3 separate regions of the Mus musculus genome follow, and all the other regions are linked to region 3. A link is a contact called in public HiChIP or PLAC-seq and Micro-C data. All regions are on one chromosome and are shown on one strand. The core of a region is the stretch at or near the end of the contact, and the rest is flanking DNA. Distances in the headings are between cores, read along the strand shown. Region 1 overlaps Fat1 (FAT atypical cadherin 1). Region 2 has its middle 39 kb from the start of Gm30397. Region 3 overlaps Gm30504 (a long non-coding RNA gene).

Evidence for each region. Hi-C and Micro-C count contacts between places; a contact is called where the count stands out from the background. HiChIP or PLAC-seq counts read pairs in DNA pulled down with a chosen protein or histone mark.
Region 1: a contact with region 3 is called in an H3K27ac HiChIP or PLAC-seq map of embryonic stem cells, with 8 read pairs. The contact joins two enhancer-like sites. A contact is called at or near these places in 2 of 484 Hi-C or Micro-C datasets (both in liver), 3 of 115 datasets of contacts at active chromatin or transcription factors (all in embryonic stem cells) and 1 of 9 other capture datasets (embryonic stem cells).
Region 2: a contact with region 3 is called in a Micro-C map of embryonic stem cells, with 2.1 times the contacts expected there. The contact joins two enhancer-like sites. A contact is called at or near these places in 1 of 484 Hi-C or Micro-C datasets (embryonic stem cells) and 2 of 115 datasets of contacts at active chromatin or transcription factors (both in embryonic stem cells).

The regions. Positions count from the first base shown.
Region 1 is chr8:44,969,898-44,973,451 of GRCm38.p6, forward strand. The region is part of intron 1 of Fat1 (FAT atypical cadherin 1); the gene reads left to right. Among named protein-coding and RNA genes, the nearest start is that of Fat1, 21 kb to the left of the region's middle. Within about 2 kb of position 1,449, at least 20 of the 459 cell types and tissues checked have an H3K27ac peak or open chromatin away from gene starts, as enhancers often do. A contact at or near this core is called in embryonic stem cells, where this site is marked.
Region 2 is chr8:44,802,835-44,806,649 of GRCm38.p6, forward strand. No RefSeq gene overlaps it. Among named protein-coding and RNA genes, the nearest start is that of Gm30397, 39 kb to the left of the region's middle. Within about 2 kb of position 2,092, at least 32 of the 459 cell types and tissues checked have an H3K27ac peak or open chromatin away from gene starts, as enhancers often do. A contact at or near this core is called in embryonic stem cells, where this site is marked.
Region 3 is chr8:45,233,464-45,237,189 of GRCm38.p6, forward strand. All of the region lies in intron 3 of Gm30504 (a long non-coding RNA gene), which reads left to right. Among named protein-coding and RNA genes, the nearest start is that of F11, 27 kb to the right of the region's middle. Within about 2 kb of position 1,983, at least 22 of the 459 cell types and tissues checked have an H3K27ac peak or open chromatin away from gene starts, as enhancers often do. A contact at or near this core is called in embryonic stem cells, where this site is marked.

The DNA of each region.
Region 1 (3,554 bases), core at 199-2,698, 260 kb before region 3:
GCTGGTTTCCCATGCCCTTTAAGTAGTGCATTGTAATAACTAATGCCATTAGGTATTCATGGAGGGCTTCATAGAGGAAGGGGAACATGATAATTACAAACCGAGGATATGGCTACTGAAATCTGAAGAAAAAAAAAACTAGTAGTGAGAAAAAAAATTACAGTTTTTCCTCCCGTTGCTGGAGGTGTGGGGTGTGGGGGCGTCGGGTGGGTCATTACGTTAGTGGGTACCTCTTTTCTTTCCATTTTGCCGTGGGTATTTTGCAGGGGACACCACCAAAGCCTTGTCATCTGAGCAAGGCCGTGGTGGAATTCCCAGTGATGGGTTGGTGCACGCTTGTGAGAGAAGTGTTGGCAGAGACAGTCCAGTGCTGCTGCCGCCTGGCCTGATGCCGTCTCAACAAAGACGTTAAAAGTGTTGTTGTGCTGCTGTGGCAGAAATGCCTTTGTCAGAGGTGCTGATGGCGAAACACTGGCCTCTGACTTGGCTTTAAAACCTTAACAGTGACGCAGTTCTTAAAGGTGACTTTTGTAATTATTTGACTTTGGCGCTGTCTTCTTAATGGGTGTGTGTATGGGAGAGGGGAAGAAACTCACCGATCAGTTTCACACCTAAACTTTGTTCCTATATAAAAACTGTCCAGTGGGTAGCTTTTGGAAAATTCTGAGTGAATAAATGTCCATTGTATTGAAACTGCTCCGCTCAAACGGGTTTTGGGGGTGGGGTGGGGGTGGGTAAATCTAACTTGACTTCACCTGTGAGACCTGACTTCTCACACACCTACATATGATGGCTTAAAACAGCTCCTTACTGAGCAATCTTCCAAATGATTTATTTAGTCTGAGCCCACCATTTTGAAGTGAACTTGAAAATCATAAGCTGTTAACTGGGAAGGTCCCATGGGTTTCCAAAATTATTAACTTGTAATCATTAAACCTCACCTCCCCTTCTCGGGAAACGAGAGGCGTTAATGAAAAGTAGTTGTGCCTCCATAAACCTTTTGTCTGTGTGGTTTCAGTGTTGTTTGCTCCGTTCTGTTAACGAGGCCATATTTTCAGGGCTTGTGGGATCTTTCTGTGTAAACTTGGGGACAGGCACACCTGCTGACTTTTCTGTTTATTCTTACATGCTCAGTACTTCTCCTGTCATTGCTTGTAAATGAACACGGGCGATTTAGATCTATGTCATCTTGTCCCCGCTGCCCCTTGTATCTCAAAAAAAGAAAGAAAGAAAATCTACCTGTTTCCAGTTAGGCTTGGGCAGGTTTCACATCAAAAGTTGTGAATGAAGCTTTAAGTAAATATGTTTATTTAGTGCTGGCTGTTGACCAGGAAATCCACAGCAGCTGAAAACTGCTTTTTTTTTTTTTAAACTCCCGCAGGGCTAACCATCATGGTGACAGGTAAATCTCTTTCCTCAATAAAGCTTCAACTCCCTCCCACTTCATTTCTTGGGGCTGGTGAATGTAGGAATTGTCTTGCTAGGAACCTATTGACTAGGTTACTGCCTGTGCTGTAGAGAAGCGGAGCTGCCTAGGGGCCATCCCCCTGCAGGAGATTTGCTAAAGCCCCTGTGAAAGGGGCCCCTGGGGTCCCACTATTACCTTATGAACAGGAATCGGTTCAGGCCGGGGAGAACATATTAAGAGCCTATTAACTTCTGCAGGGCTTGCTTGGAGTTGAAAAGCTCTTGGGAGCAAAGGAATGATAAAAGGAAATTATTGCCAAAACTACCGAGGGTGCATCTTGCAGTCTCTCAGTGGGTGCGTCTGTTGAATTGCAAATTTGTTTCCTGCTGGGGCTTCTGCCCGGCTTCTGAAGTCCCCATTAAAGGTCTTGAAAGGGGGGATTTAAAGAATGATTGCATAATGTTGATTCTTTTCTTGAAGAGTGGATTCCCCATAGCACTGGGACAAAATTAGGAAAGAACTACCTTTATTTATTTATTTTTTTAAAAAAACAATCTTTATTTTCCATAAAAGAAAAAGGAGAGTATTGTAGAAATCTGGGAAAATGTAGGGCTACATGAAGCTTAGGAGAAGACCCTGCGGGACAACGCCGTGTGGAAACTTTTTCTGATGTGCATCTGCATCTTACTGTGAGCACTATGAGGTAGATTCCCCCACAGCAGACATACCGGCTTTCTGCCCTTTAGTCTGGGCAAAGCCTTTTCTGGTCTGTAAACACCCTTCAAGAGTAGGATCTGGGGCAGTAAGCTGCGGCTCCCCAGAGCCTAACAGCGTGCAGAGTGTGACTTTTGTATAGGTACCTGGCTCCCTTGTCCGTGTGTCTTCGGTTACCTGGCATGTATGCATTCTAGGAAATGGAGTTCCTAGGTCAGTAGGTTAAGGTGGGGGGTGGGGGTGGGGTAAAACAGATTGCCACATTTCTGGATGGAAACAGTAACACACCTGCAGCTTACTGGGTCTTGGCTGTCTTGCTGCTGCCTTTGAGTCATTTAGACTTCATGAAATCAAACCGGTACCAGTTGGCCAGAGGCACCGTTTAGCGTGGAAACAGCCGATGTTGATCGCGGGGCTCAGGTTCTGGCTTTGTTTGGAAATCTAGTGTGTTTTTAATAAGCCAAACTTTGGGACAGTACTCTGGTTTAACTTGGATTTTTTTTTTTTTGGATTCTTGTCCCAGTAACATCCTGTGACTCATTTTTATATATTAAGTTTCAGGTTTTTTTTTTAAATTTTTTTTCATTATTATAAAGTCAATGTCTCCCATGTGCCTGGTGAAGGTTGTGTAGGAGAAACCTGTCAAGTTGTACTTTTATTTTCCTTGGCTGGATGCTGCTTGCTCTGCAACATCATATTTAAGAAGAATGTATGGTTTTAGTTGCCATGGGACTTTTTAAATTTGAAAAGTGACTTTACCTTTAAAACTCCCAAACTATACATTCTTCCTTCCTTCTCTAAGTGATTCCTATTTTCTAAAATAACCCCCCTTTCTGTGTCCACACATATATAACAAGCAGTAGTGATTCAATGACAAAAGTCTTCACTACAGGATGCTATGAGACGAACAAATTTGCATTTAAGCAACAAGCCATTTCTAGCTCTTAATTCAGGCTGAAAAGTTAGGAAAGCTTGTGTTGGTAGCTCCGCTCACAAAAGTGCTTGGATCTGAATTGCCCTCCTAGAAACCACGTAAAATGGCTGGGTGAGGCTCGTAACCCTAAGTGAGAGATTTGAGAGGAGGGTCATCAGGGCTTCTGGATCCCCAGCCTAGGCTACTTAGGGAGCTGACAGCCATTGAGAGACCTTGTCCCAAAAACCAAAACCAAAGATCGACAAACAAAACTCTGAGAGGGATGAGGAACCACACCCAGGACTGACCTCTGGTCCCTGTGCTGGTGAGTGGGTATTACAGACACTTGTGTGCTCATGAGTCAATATCTGTTCCTGCCTCCCCACGATTCAGCAAAGCCTGTGAGAAGTCCATAGACGCCAAGGGTTCTGTTCTGAGCACAGGGGCCAGCAGATGACAGCTATTTCAGAGTTGCTCATTTAGACTGTGGGTTTAGGAATTAAGTATACACATGATACT
Region 2 (3,815 bases), core at 842-3,341, 430 kb before region 3:
GAGGTCAGGTTATAACAAGAAAAACTTAAATAATTTGGAGAGTTTAATAGATGTGTTATAGAATAATAAGCCAAGTGAAAATCATGCAGCAATTGAAAATAATTACATAGATTCTAGGGGTCAACATGAAAAAAAAAAGTCATGATATATCATTAAGAAAAAAAGGGTTAAGTTCAGATTAATGAGAATAGAGGCCATTTGTGCGCAAAACAGTATGTTGCACTGTGTGTGCACATGTGTGTATGTGTGCCAAGCATCTCTCTCGCTGTGCAGAAGTCCCCAGTAGAGATACTTACATCATGATGAGTTGGACAAGTCCTTGTGGTGGGTGGGCCCACACATTGTAGGATGGTTTACAGGATCTGGACTACTCCACCAGGTACCAGTAGCAAGAGATTTGCAAACTCCTGAAGCTACCCCAAAAGTGACAATCAAAACATCTCTAGATATCTCTAGATAACGTCCCTTGAGAGGTAAAAGCATGCCCTTTTGAGCTCCATTGCTCTGAGCAGTAAGGCTTGGGGGAGGGGGAGGTTGCCTTATTTTCCTTCTCTCTTCCTCTGGGGTACTTGATTTATCTTTGTCTCCTTGTTTGAGTTTACCATGAGCATTCTTAGATTAGAAAAGAAAATTAGTTTGTAGATGTTTTAGAGGGAAAAGGTTTAGAGATTCACCTCATCGCTCACTATGAAACCTGAAGAAACTGAACTTGTCTGTCTGTTAAAAGAAAAGAAAAAAGAAAAAAGTTCTCAGGAAAGCTGGGCTGCCATTTTGATTGATGTCATGGGTACATGCAATGTATTTACTCCAAAGAGCTTAAGGCTCTGGGGGGAAAAAAAATCAGAATACACATTCTTTTTATAGCCCTCAAAATAACAGCAACAGAACTGTTAGAGGAAGTGGCAGCCAAATCAAGATATTTAGCTAAGGCAACTGGTATTCAAATCTAAGGTTATGCTTTTTTAAAGTTGCCCTAGGCACAGTGTCCTGGATGTCCACACTGGAAAGCTGATTCACTTGCTAATTTACTCAGATTATGACAGGAGACTCTTGGTAAATATTAGTTAGGGTTTTAATTAACAACATTTAATTGGGGCTGGTTTACAGGTTCAGAGATTCAGTCCAGTATCATCAAAGTGGGAGCATGGTAGCATCCAGGCAGGCATGGCGCAGGAGGGGCTGAGAGTTCTACAGAATACTGGCTTCCAGGCAGCTAGGATAAGGGTCTTGAAGCCCAGACTCAACAGTGACACACCTATTCCAACAAGACCACACACCTCCTAATACTGCCAGTCCCTGGGCCGAGCAGATACAAATCATCACACTTGGAGTCACTGAATTCCTTGAGAATGAAGGAACATTGGCAGTTCTGGTGTAGATTAGTTTGTGCCCTATGCGCATTAAGCTAGGTAATTCAGATATAGACTACTTCTTGTGGGACAGCATTTGGGATCAATGTCTGGCTACAGCTATGTGCTGCAAGATCATCCCCACTAGGCAGCTTCCTGGTGGGTCCATCTGCAAGCCTAGCTAGAGCTTTTAGCTGAGTAAGCACGAAACCCAGGAGTCTTCTGGGCTGCCTAACTGGGCAAAGAGAAACTTCCACGGAGGACACTAAAAGTTCTTCAAAGTGAAAGGGGACAAACGGAAAACACACCAAACAACATAAAGGAGGAATTAGAGGATGCAAGGAGGGCAAAATTAAAGAGAAAAGGCAGAGGCAGGGCAAGGAAGGCAATACCCAAAGAGAACAAAGCATCGAGGCGTTTGCACAGCAGGGCAGCGGGAGCAAGACCTTAGAGCGCTGGGGAACAAGGATTTGGGAAGGAGAAAAAGAAAAGAGTGTTCTGGTTTTGCTTTTGTTTTTAGTTTGACTTTGTTTTTCCACCGTTAATTTACATTTTATTCACTTTACATCCCGAAGGAACGTCCCCATGCCTCTTCCCAGTGCCCCCTCCCCAGCTTCCCCCCCCTCCCCAGCTTTCCCCCCCTCCCCCTCCCCTTCTCCACTGAGAAGGGGGAGGTTCCCCTCCTGAGTACCAACCCACCCAGGCATATCACATCACTAGGCACATCCTCTCCCACTGAGGCCAGAACAAGGCAGCCCAGTTAGGAGAACAGGATCCACAGGCAGGAGAACAGGATCCACAGGCAGGCAACAGAGTCGGGGTAGCCCCTGCTCCAATTGTTAGAGACCCACACGACGACCAAGTTGCACATCTGCTACACCTGTGTGGGAGGCGGGGTGGGGGTAGGGGAGAGGGTGGAAGGTTGGGGGAAGAGGTGGGTCTTCTAGCCTTTGTATGCTCTTTGGTCGGTGGTTCAGTGTCTGGGAACCTCCAAGGATCCAGGTTAGTTGACTCTGGGATCTTCTCGTGGATTCTCAATTTCCTCTGGGCGCTTCTTTTTCCCTTATTTCTTTATTTATTTATTTATTCCCTTTGCATCCCGATGTAGTCTCTCCCCTCCCACTCCTCTCTCCTTACAAGGCCTCTCCCCATCCCCCTCCCTTTCTTAAGCACACAGTAGTGGTCAGTGCTGGGGACGGCTTCAGGAACGGTTGTTCCCTGGGCTCAGAGATGGGTGAATTTCTGCTCTTTTTCAAAGTAGTCGTTGTACTCCTTAAGTCACCATAGTTTAGTTTCACAGTGTTTACCCATGAGTCAGTCGTTCTGTCACATGTTAGACAAGTCTCCTTTTCCTGCTTCTGCTCCTAGGTTGTTGGTCCCTAGCTGTATAGGGCTTCTCAACCGCTCCTCTCCCTCTCAGAGGGAGTAAGTTTCTTTTCTGACTCCACGAAAGATAATGTCATAGATGCATGACGCACACTCTGTGTGTGGCTTTGGAGCCCTTCCAGTAACATTATAACAGCAACAGCCAGAAATGGAAGGGAAAAAAAAAAAAAGATGATGATAAACTTCAGCGTTGGTATTAGGACTAGCAATGTCCTCTTCCTCCTGGGACAGGAAGGGAAGAACACATATTCTGAGGCCCCATACAAAATGAGACATCATTTATTCACATTGCCTCTAGGCTACAAGGCAGCTAGAGGGCTGACTTCTGAAAACCTTTCTCCTGCAATATAGAAAAGCATCGTATTAAAAATTAACCATTAAAAAATAAATACACTCCCCCACCTTTCTAGTATTATTTGTGGCAGTATTTAAGTGATTTTTTTTTATTTTAAGGATGAGATGTTAAAAATTATGAAACAGCAGCCTGCAGGCTCCCTTCCACATAACCTTATTCAGAGCAGTGGCTCCTAATCTCAGCGTTGGCACTCTGTAACATATTTCATCGGTTTCGGTAAGACATTACATAGAAATTTGGGGTTCCCTTCCAGTGAAACTGCACAGGTTGATTGGAATACCAAGCACCTTTGCTTCTGCCTGATTGGCCTATTAAACGAGAGCAGCTCTAGAGTTGAACTCTTAACAGGCCTCAGATTTCTCATCTGTAAATTGGGTACACCCAGGCTCCCAGAATAATCAATATAAGCATTCAAGTTATGTAGTGTAAAGGATGTTTCTTGAGTGTATACTGTATCCCAGGAACTAGTCTAGTTACAGTGTTAAGGATTCATTTTTAATTTACAAACATAGTATGTCTATTATCCCTGGTGCGGTGTGAAGAAATTGAGGTATAGAAGAGTGTGGAAATAATGCTCAAGTACCCTGCATGGTTGAACAATACTGCTCCCAGAAGACACAGACTATTAAATTTCAATGTTATGAAATTTCATTTCTGACATAGGTTACCTCCCTATTAGTTACTGGTCAAAGAGACCCTAGAGTGCTGAGTCCAGTATGGATTTA
Region 3 (3,726 bases), core at 733-3,232:
ACCCTGAGGGCAGACAGGGTGTGGCACACTGGACTCCTTTGTTCTTCTCCAAGTGCCTCACTGAATGAATTCCCCCTTTCTTTATTCATTTACGTTTACTGTAACTTATGTCTTCAACTGGCTCCTTGAAGATGGGTGGTGCATGTTAGAGCTGACAGAGCACAGGCTCTGACCTTAATAACTCTGATACCAGCACTAACGTCCCTAAATACAAGTGTCTGAGTTTTCCAGTGAAATGTTATTAATATCCAGATGGAGAGCCTGATGCTTTCAGGTCCTGCCCGAGTCCATCTCTCTCATCCCTTTTCTGCAGAGTGACTCAGTGTTAACAGTATCTGGCATAGCTCATGTAGCTCCTCTGACTGGGGTGTCGGGTACAGGTAGGATGACGGAAACAGCATCATTTTATTCTTCTTTATTTCAAAACACCTTTCAAACCCATCTCAACCTTTACTCACCAAGGTTTGCAATCTCAACATCTGATTAACCTTCACTAGAATCTCTCTGGGGACTAGACAAATTCATGAAGCCTCTAGTTTGCCATATGAACATTAATGCTTTCATTTGGGAGTGATGGCTGTCTCTTGTGCACAAATCTTTCAGGGAACATACCTTGTCTTAGGAAAAAAAATATACCTAACCTGAATTTCCATGAACAAGCATGGGGAATAGAAAAACACTGTGAAGACCCGGGTGTGGTGGCGCACGCCTTTAGTCCCAGCACTTGGGAGGCAGAGGCAGGCAGATTTCTGAGTTCGAGGCCAGCCTAGTCTACAAAGTGAGTTCCAGGACAGCCAGGGCTATACAGAGAAACCCTGTCTCGGAAAAAACAAAAAAGAAAGAAAGAAAGAAAGAAAGAAAGAAAGAAAGAAAGAAAGAAAGAAAGAGAGAACGAAAGAGAGAAAGAAAGACAAAGATAAAGACAAACACTGTGACTTAAAGTATGTATCTCTGGTTTTATAAAGAAATATCTATGCCTACCAGTGTGGTGCAATGGGCTTTCTGAAGGATGACTTATTTCCTCATTCATGTAGTAGAGCATTCAGATAAGTTGACAGAAAAATCAACAATGATAAGTATTTTATATCATGACTTTGGCCCGGTAGCTATGACAACCAAGGAAGCAAAGCAACGCAGTGATAGGTAGGTCTATAGGAATGTCAATAGAGCTGTTAATAATCTGAACAGAAGTGAGGGGCTCACAGGGCTCTCATGTGGGAATCCAGGCCTTATTTCCCCTTGTCTTCTTCCCCAGCTACAAAATAACTTTGGAATGGTAGAGTATACATTAAGTGCAGGGTTAAGTGAGAATGGGACTCCAAGAATAGCTTCCATGAGGTCATCGGCCATGATGGAATGGAACTTCTCAATGGTGTCTGGTTGGTGTCACTCCAAGCCCTGTAGACAGCCCCTCACTTACATCCTGTGGGCTCACCAAGTCAACTCATCAGTTTGCCTAGCTGGGACTCCAGTGGAATCCTAATTCCGTGTGCTGTCTTTGCATTAGGAATGGACACCTGCTTGCTTACACCTCCCTAGTGAATATCGGTGACATGTGTGGCCATATGCAGATATTGTCAAGTTGAAAGCAAAGGCTTTGGTGACCGATTCAGCATGAAAAGAAGTCTAGGATTTCTCACCATATGCACTGAGTTGAAATGAACTTTATAACTGAAGATCGAGAGGCTGTCAGAAGGCACTGCTCGCTCAGATGTGTTCTTGGTGTAGTATATCTATTTCTACCTGGCTTTCCTGGCCGCCCTCTAAGAGGTAAATATGCAGAGAAGGTTATTTTTGCTGAATATTTACCACATTGCTCACACTGGGAGGATTGATACTTTATTTGAAAGGGAATCATCCCCCTCTCACAAGCTATCCATCTGTGAATACGATAAGTTGGAAAGATCAAAGCCAAATCTGTGCATGGATTTGCTGAGTCATACTCCTACTCAGCTGTCCCCTCACCTGTCCTCATTACCATGCTAAAGAGTTGCTATGTGGGCGGGGAAGTGGAGCTCCGAAAACTGACTACTGTGTGACACTACAGGAAGTGGAGGCCTTTCATGCCTCTGGAATTGTAAGCCCAAATAAACTCATTCTTCCGTGACTTGCTTTTGGTGAAAGTGCTTTCTCACGGCAACACAGAAAACCTACTAATACGCAAAACATAAGAAATAAATAAAACTATATCAGGGGATTGTTAGTAGAAGTCACAAGGAGCAAAAGGATGGGACTAAGAAGGCTGGTGACTGCTGGAAACGGGGACTTCCACAGGAGACTATCAGCAATCTGTATACATTATGTATGTAGATTATATGCATATATAAATGTAAACAGCATATACATATATACATGTATCTGTAAACATACGATGCACATATATATCTTATACATATAATCTTCATACATTAATGGCACACACAGGCCTTTGGTGTTGTCCATAAGACCCGTGGCTAGGGCCGCAGGCCTCCACTGTCTGCAGATCTCTCTGTCAAAACAAGGTGTCTCCTGTCAGCATACTTCCTGTTCCAGGCGCACAACAGGGCACCTGAGAGCTGGGGCTCTCACATACTGAGCAGGAGCAAACATGACTGTCTTCAGTGCTTGTCATTCTTCGCCAGGGTTTCGTGCTGCTGATAACATGCGAGTTAACAAGAGAAAACCCACAGAAGGCTATTGCCCCTGCAGCCCACCTCACATCAGTGAAAAGCTACTGTCTTGGAAAAATCACTCTCAATCTACTCACCAGCTTAAGATCGGTATGACAACACTATCCCAACAACAACAGCCATCATAAGTCCAAGAATGACAAGGCAAAAAAGGAGTTTCAGACTAGGGAGTAAAGCCAGCTGGATTCCACTGACACCTGCTGGTCTCACATCTGGACAGATGAACCGTTCTCTCCAGCCAACAAGGGAAGAGCTGCATCTGTTCGAAGGGATAGGTTAGAAAGGCCTTATATCTGTGGGGATCACCGCCTTCCCTCTCTGCTTGTTCGCTCGGCAGGGCATTTGAACCTGCTTGCCCCTCCCAGGCAGGGCACCACAGCATGCCACTCTAAACAGGCCTGGGAGCCAGACACACAGATGTTCGCTGGATCTGGTCAGGGGCCTCCGCACAGCTTGATCTCCCACACTGTGGGCAGGATCTGAGGAAGGGCTGATTTATGGCTTTGTTATAGGTGCTCCAGCTGAGACTGGTACCTTAGGGCTCCCTGCAGACGAGACTGTTAAATGAGACCGAGCAGGGAGTGGGTTTCCAGCTGTTTCTCTGCTTCTTTTGGAGGCTGAGAGCTTCTGTACGCAGAGTTACTGCGCCCTCTGCTGGGTTTCTCATGGAAGCTCCGAGGATTTCACACTTCTCTAGTGTCTCTTGACCCCTAAACAGTCTGGTTATCAGTATCCCCGTTTGCTTTATCCAACACCTAGCTAGATGGCTCATTTAGAAACACGGTCCATGAGTCAGAGAGTTCTTTCCCTACCTCAGGCAGTCTCACTTTCATGTGAGATGAACAACTTCATTCTGATGGCGGGTCAGCAGTTCTAAGTGGCTTTCTGTGTCATAGTCACAAAATACCCAAATCTTCAACCTCAAAAAAACTGGTTTCTGCGAGCTCCCTGGTTGGTGTGTGACTATGTCAGATTGGGCAAGGAAGAGCCAGGGAAACACAGCTGGTAGGAAACCTCTAATGAGGGGTCTGACCTCTTACAGAGGCGTGTTGGGGTG